2 separate regions of the Sus scrofa genome follow, and region 1 is linked to region 2. Evidence: chromatin contacts called from public HiChIP or PLAC-seq data. All regions are on one chromosome and are shown on one strand. The core of a region is the stretch at or near the end of the contact, and the rest is flanking DNA. Distances in the headings are between cores, read along the strand shown.

Region 1 (2,937 bases), core at 344-2,843, 380 kb before region 2:
GAATCATAGCCACAGCTATGACCTACACCCTCCAGCAACACCAGATCCTTAACCCACTGCCCCATAGCAGGAACTCCATCCTGCTTTGTTGTTCACTCTTCCAAATTTCTACAATCACAGCTTTCTGTTTTATTTTTTTTTTTTTTGTCTTTTTGCTATTTCTTTGGGCCGCTCCCGCGGCATATGGAGGTTCCCAGGCTAGGGGTCTAATCGGAGCTGTAGCCACTGGCCTACGCCAGAGCCACAGCAACGCAGTATCCGAGCCGCGTCTGCAACCTACACCACAGCTCACGGCAACGCCGGATCGTTAACCCACTGAGCAAGGGCAGGGACCGAACCCGCAACCTCATGGTTCCTAGTCGGATTCGTTAACCACTGCGCCACGACGGGAACTCCAGCTTTCTGTTTTAAATGTGGTAAAACTTCTCTTTGGCATTAGCAGACTACATGACGAATAAGACTGGAAGAGTGGCCTATTGGGAGTTAAATAGTGCCAGATCTTTATAAGTAGCACCTTTCCCTAGCTTCACCTGTTAGAGCCCAATCCCAATAAACACACACCAGCCCATTTGGAAATGAACTGACCCCTCAAGAAGAAGCAGGTTCACCCCTCTCCAGGAATCTTGGTGCCACACCACCAAAAAAAGCCACTATCGAGGTAAAAGACTTTGTCCTCTCTTTGCTAGCCACTTCCCTCCATGCTCTTAGGACTTAAAACCACAGTCAATAGAACTGGCCTATCTTGTTCTTTTCTTTCCTCTTCATTATCCTGAAAGAGTCTTGAGAGGCTCCACCTCACTTTCCCACCCCACAGGAAGCAAACCATGTGGTTTAGTAAAATGCTTTTGTACCCTACCAGCAGATTTTTACATCTCTTCTTTTCCTCTGATTCAGCCTGCAGCTCTTGGGTAATAAAGATCAGAAAGTTGCCTCAGAACAGATCCTGATGTTTATTACAGAGTCCATATTGGTAACATCCACTTTGGAGCCCAGTGGCTAACCCCAAACTTGGTATCTAATTTACACTCTGCCTGATACAAAGCTGTTCTGTGAATCTGCCACTGTCGTCTTCCTGCATATGTGGTTCAGTCATTTTGTACAAGCACAAGATCCTTGAGAGCCCAACACTGTATGACACTGCTGCAAAAAATATTTCTATCACTATGCTGCTCTGCGATGACTCAGAAAAGATGAAAACAGGCGAGAAGATACCAAAATCACGTTGCCAGAAGCACAGTGCTGGCCAGTTACACAAGCCAAAGAAAAGTCAGCATCCACTTTATCCACACGGTGGTGCTAGCTTCAAAAGAATTACCCAAAAAGGACATGAAAACAGTTCCACTTTCCTCTCTTTAATGAAAAAGCTGTGCACCAGGGTCGAAACCTCACTCGTGGAAGGGGACTATACATGAATTTTGCAAATAAGCATCTAAAATAGATGAGTTTGTCCTAATCCCCACCCTACTTCCCAAGGGGAATAAAAAGAACCAAATCACCATCTTTTTTTCCAACTCACTGATTCAATCTTTATCGACCCTGGGGCAAAAGAATGACTCATACTGGGATCTTGGATGTGTACAGTCCTGGCACAGAACCTTATTATTCCTGAGAGGGAGCTGGGGTAGCCTGGGGAGAGCTGGTCAGCTAGCCATGTAAGGCTTGTCATTGAGTTTGTGTAAGTTCTGTTGGCAGTCTGACAAGATGGGAACAGCAGACATTTCACTGGTGTCACTGAATTAAAACAAGGTGGGCTCAACGTGGGTGCCTTCCAGGCCAATGGGCAGAGAAGGCCAGAAAGTCACAAAAATATGCTCATAGGACCAAGTCTCCTCTATTTGTGGAAACTAAATCTTTCACTTAACTGTTTTAAGAGCTCGAGGTGGTAGTGGGGATCTCATTAAGCATGCCAAACAGCACTTAGGTAATGTAGGTCATGCCAAATGGAACCAGTGACCAGGTGTATAAACAAACAACTTTTTAAAACATGGTGCTTGTCAACACTGAAAGCACCCTCAACTTTAGAAAGGGAAAACTAACAAGAGTGGTTAATGGTCCTTTGTAAGTCTGCCCATACCTGACACTGACACTGATAATGATGAAGACCATGCACCACAGTGATGTAAGTTCAAACTGTTTTCAGACCTGGCCCTAGACTCTGGCAGCTTGCTGATATCTGTGACTTGGAAAAAAACACAAAGTACCACTTACCATTATACCTAAATATCTCCCTCTGGCCCACCATGGAAAATCTCCAATTTAGACGAGAGCCTCATGAATATTATCCCTATAGTTTTATCCCTAAAATATCTATCTTTGAGGTTACCTGGTGACCTAGTGGGTTAAGGATCTGGTGTTGTCACTGCTGTGACACAGATTCAATCCCTGGCCCAGGAACCTCTGCATGCCATAGGCATAGCCAAATATGTGTGTGTGTGTGTGTGTGTGTGTATGTATAAAAACACAGAAGGAAGGAAAGACCCTAGCAAAAATTCCCATTAGAATGAATGAGGTCAATATATTGCCTAATTTACCCTTGAAATAGCAAGGAATTGGATACTGAAAAGATGGCATATGAGACAACTAAGTGTTGACAAAGTCTGAGGAGTTCAGCAGTCACAGAATGACTTGGGTACAAGTAAGAATGAGTCTGGGAGGATCTTCCCATTTATCACAAATTGGACAAAGCAAAGACGACTCACAGGCTCAATCAAATTTGCAGTTGCATTTCATTTGGCTCAGTGTTTTTTCTTTATAATTTGCATTTGTTGTAAATAATTAAAATTCTGGAGATGCCATCTAAAATCCTAGATTTTGGACTTCTCTTTAAAAAATGAAAAGTTGTGTAACCAGTGGATAGAATTCTCAAGTGACAATAATTGCTCAAAGCTGAGAAATAACAGCTGAGTCAACAGAGTACATGGTCACTTGTTCACCATA
Region 2 (3,061 bases), core at 499-2,998:
AGCCTCTACAGAGTGATCCTAAGCAGTGAAATCTTGGTGTTGCAATGTACAGAAATGGAGAAGCGTATTAAACCATATTTAGGAATAACAAAAAAAAATTAAGTTTCTTTAGACTGGAACAAAAATAAAAATAACAAATATCAAATCCCAAAGCATAAGAGATGCAGCTAAACCTGTATTTGGAGAGAAATGTCTACCTTTAAATTCTAATATTAGAAAAAAAAGAAGTCTTAAAACTAATGAGCTACTAAAAAGCTAATATGAAAAGTTAGAAAACTAATAGTATAATAAAGTTTATAAAGCAAGAAAATAAGAAAAGCTGACCTGAAATAAATAGTCTGCCAGATATTTTTCTAGCAATAATGAATTTATTTGGAATCAGCAGAGAATTGTAATTAAAAGTTGAATCCGTGGTGGCCCACATGTGAATCCTGCCTGGCAAGGGAAGGACATTTTTATCGAGAGGAAAAGGAAGTCGGGAGAACAATGGTATACAAAGAGCCATGGCTTTTCATTGGCCAGTCCTTGCCAGGAAAGAAAGGAAGTCACTCTTCTTGTTGGGCTCTGCTACCTATGCAGGTCCTGAGAGCTCCCTCTTCTGCTCTCCTTACTCTATTTCATTGAGGTTTCTATTTATTACTTTTTTTTTAAAGAAGATAAAGCTGGAATTTAATAAACTAGAAAACATACAATATAGGTCAGCAGAGTCAAAAGTTGGTTTTGAAAAGGCTAATAAAATTGATAAAACTTTTGGCAAGATTGGATCAAACAAATAAAGGACCAATAAATAAAATCATCGTTCTATATTGAACAAAAATATATTTCAGAAAGAAAGCTGAAATAGAGACTTGTTCAGATATATGAAAGCTGAAAGAATTCATTATTAGCAGACTTACACCAAAATGAATGTAAAAAGTCTTTCAGCTAGAATGAAAATTATGCCAGATGGAAATCTGGTTCTAAACAAAGGAATAAAGAGTACCAGAAGTAGGAACTTTACTCATATTTCTTTTTTACAAGAATATTGATGGTTTCACCAATAATGAAAAAAAAATGTAGTATATGGTTTATAACAGATGTAGAAATAAAAGTAGCACAAAAGCTAGGAGGAGAGAAATAGCCCTAAGACTATAAGGTCCTTAGACTATATATGAAGTATCACTTGAAGACAGACTGGTAAATATTTATACTACATATTCTAATATATCCTCTAAAATAGCAAAAGAGTGATGCACAGATTTCCCCTGTCCTTAAAGGAGACAGCCTTATATTCTTAGACTGGAAACTAGTTCTCCAGACTGGGCCCTAGGACCTAATTTGCAAAACAAAAATTCATTAAATTGTTTTCCTAAATAAAGGTGCCAACCTCCTGATCCTTGGCTTTCAGCATGGGGAGCAAACTGGGCTTTGATATTAGAATTTCTTTAGGCAGTGCTTCTAGCTCCACTAATCTCTGTCAAAGGAAGGGGATCAATAGAAAATTTTGGTTCCAATCTGTAGCAGTCCTTACAATACATATCAAATCTTGACTAACAAGGCGTAATTTCCATTGGGCAAGGACTGAATGTTACTTAAATATTGTTTCTCCTTCAGCCCCACAAAGTACTCTTCATTTTGATTTGTATCTCTGCTTAGAAGTTCACTAAATATTTGCTGAATGCATGAATGATTGGCTACGTGTTCTTTAAAGCCCTGCGGAAACAGTATAAATGAATCACAGAAAGGGGAAGGTCCCTGAGGGGACCGCCCCCCTGCATTCTTCCCTTCCCATAGTTAGAAAACTGCCTTCTCAGAACTTGTCACATGACTGGGTGCTTTTGCCTTGCTTCTTCTTCTTCTTTTTTTTTTTTTCCTGCTTTTTAGGGCCACACCTGTGGCATATGAAAGTTCCCAGGCCAGGGGTTGAATCAGAGCTGCAGCTCCCAACCTATGCGACAGCCACAGCAACTTGGGATCCTTAACCTATCAAGGGAGGCCAGGGATCGAACCCTCGTCCTCATGGATACTAGTTGGATTTATTTCCGCTGTGCAACAATGGGAACTCCTTGCCTTGTTTCTTTTGATCTGTATCATGATGCTCTACGAGGCTACTTAGGCTTTGCTGTCATTTTTTAAACTGGCCTCAATTCACAAAATTATCTGGACTCACTTTTAATGCCTTGCTCATCTAATATTACTGTGCATTCTGCACAGACGTTTCACGTGCCAAGAGATCTATCATTGCCCACCCCTCCAGTGAATAAAAAACACATTCTTTACTTCAATTATTTACCAGTAAATAAGGTCTCCTCTCTGAAGAAATTCTAAACAGGTTTTTGAAAGACTAACGAAGTGGAGAAAATGTAGTTTAGCAACTTTTAGTCTCCTTCCAAAAGCCTTCCATTTAGTGCCCCTGCTAGAGAAATTTAGTTTCCTTCTCAGTCAATAAGGGGAAAATAATAATGTTTTCAAATACTAACCCATGTGGTTAGATTTGTTGGTCTGTTTCTTTATTTGGTAAGTTTTTATGGTTCATAAAAATCTATTATGCCACCTCATAATAGATTTTTATTTTCTTTAAGAAAATCATTAAAATCCAATGATGCCACCTCATCTTTAAATAACATGATCTCACAAATAAAGTTATTTCATTTTTTGCATGAATGAATTGGACAGAAAGGAGTGTGATGAGTTCCCACTGTGGTTCAGCAGGTTAAGGACCTGACATAGTCTCCATGGGATGTGGGTTCAATCCCTGGCCTCACTCACTGGGTTAAGGGTCCTCCATTGCTTCAAGCTGTGGCATAAATTGTAGATATAACTCGGATACAGTATTTCTGTGACTGTGGCATAGGCTTCAGCTGCAGCTGCAATTTGTCCCCTAGCCTGAGAACTTCTATATGCCACAGGTGCAGCCTTAAAAAGAAGGAAAGAAAGAATGGAGTGTGAAAAACATCTCCAATTTGAAGTGTTATAATGCCTCATTCTCTACCTCTAACTTTGAGAATAGTGCCTGGGGGTAGGAGTTGGGGGTGAAGACAGGGAAGGGAGGTGGGGACAAGAAGATTGAAATTTAGAGAAA

Evidence for each region. HiChIP or PLAC-seq counts read pairs in DNA pulled down with a chosen protein or histone mark.
Region 1: an H3K27ac HiChIP or PLAC-seq map of alveolar macrophages shows a contact between it and region 2. The contact joins two enhancer-like sites. A contact is called at or near these places in 1 of 5 promoter capture datasets (liver), 7 of 47 Hi-C or Micro-C datasets (alveolar macrophages, embryonic fibroblasts, epiblast stem cells and 3 more) and 2 of 2 datasets of contacts at active chromatin or transcription factors (alveolar macrophages and skeletal muscle).

Annotation. Positions count from the first base shown.
Region 1 is chr1:133,272,452-133,275,388 of Sscrofa11.1, reverse strand. No RefSeq gene overlaps it. Among named protein-coding and RNA genes, the nearest start is that of TMCO5A, 110 kb to the left of the region's middle. Within about 2 kb of position 1,593, at least 20 of the 83 cell types and tissues checked have an H3K27ac peak or open chromatin away from gene starts, as enhancers often do. A contact at or near this core is called in alveolar macrophages, where this site is marked.
Region 2 is chr1:132,889,593-132,892,653 of Sscrofa11.1, reverse strand. No RefSeq gene overlaps it. Among named protein-coding and RNA genes, the nearest start is that of FAM98B, 72 kb to the right of the region's middle. Within about 2 kb of position 1,748, at least 3 of the 83 cell types and tissues checked have an H3K27ac peak or open chromatin away from gene starts, as enhancers often do. A contact at or near this core is called in alveolar macrophages, where this site is marked.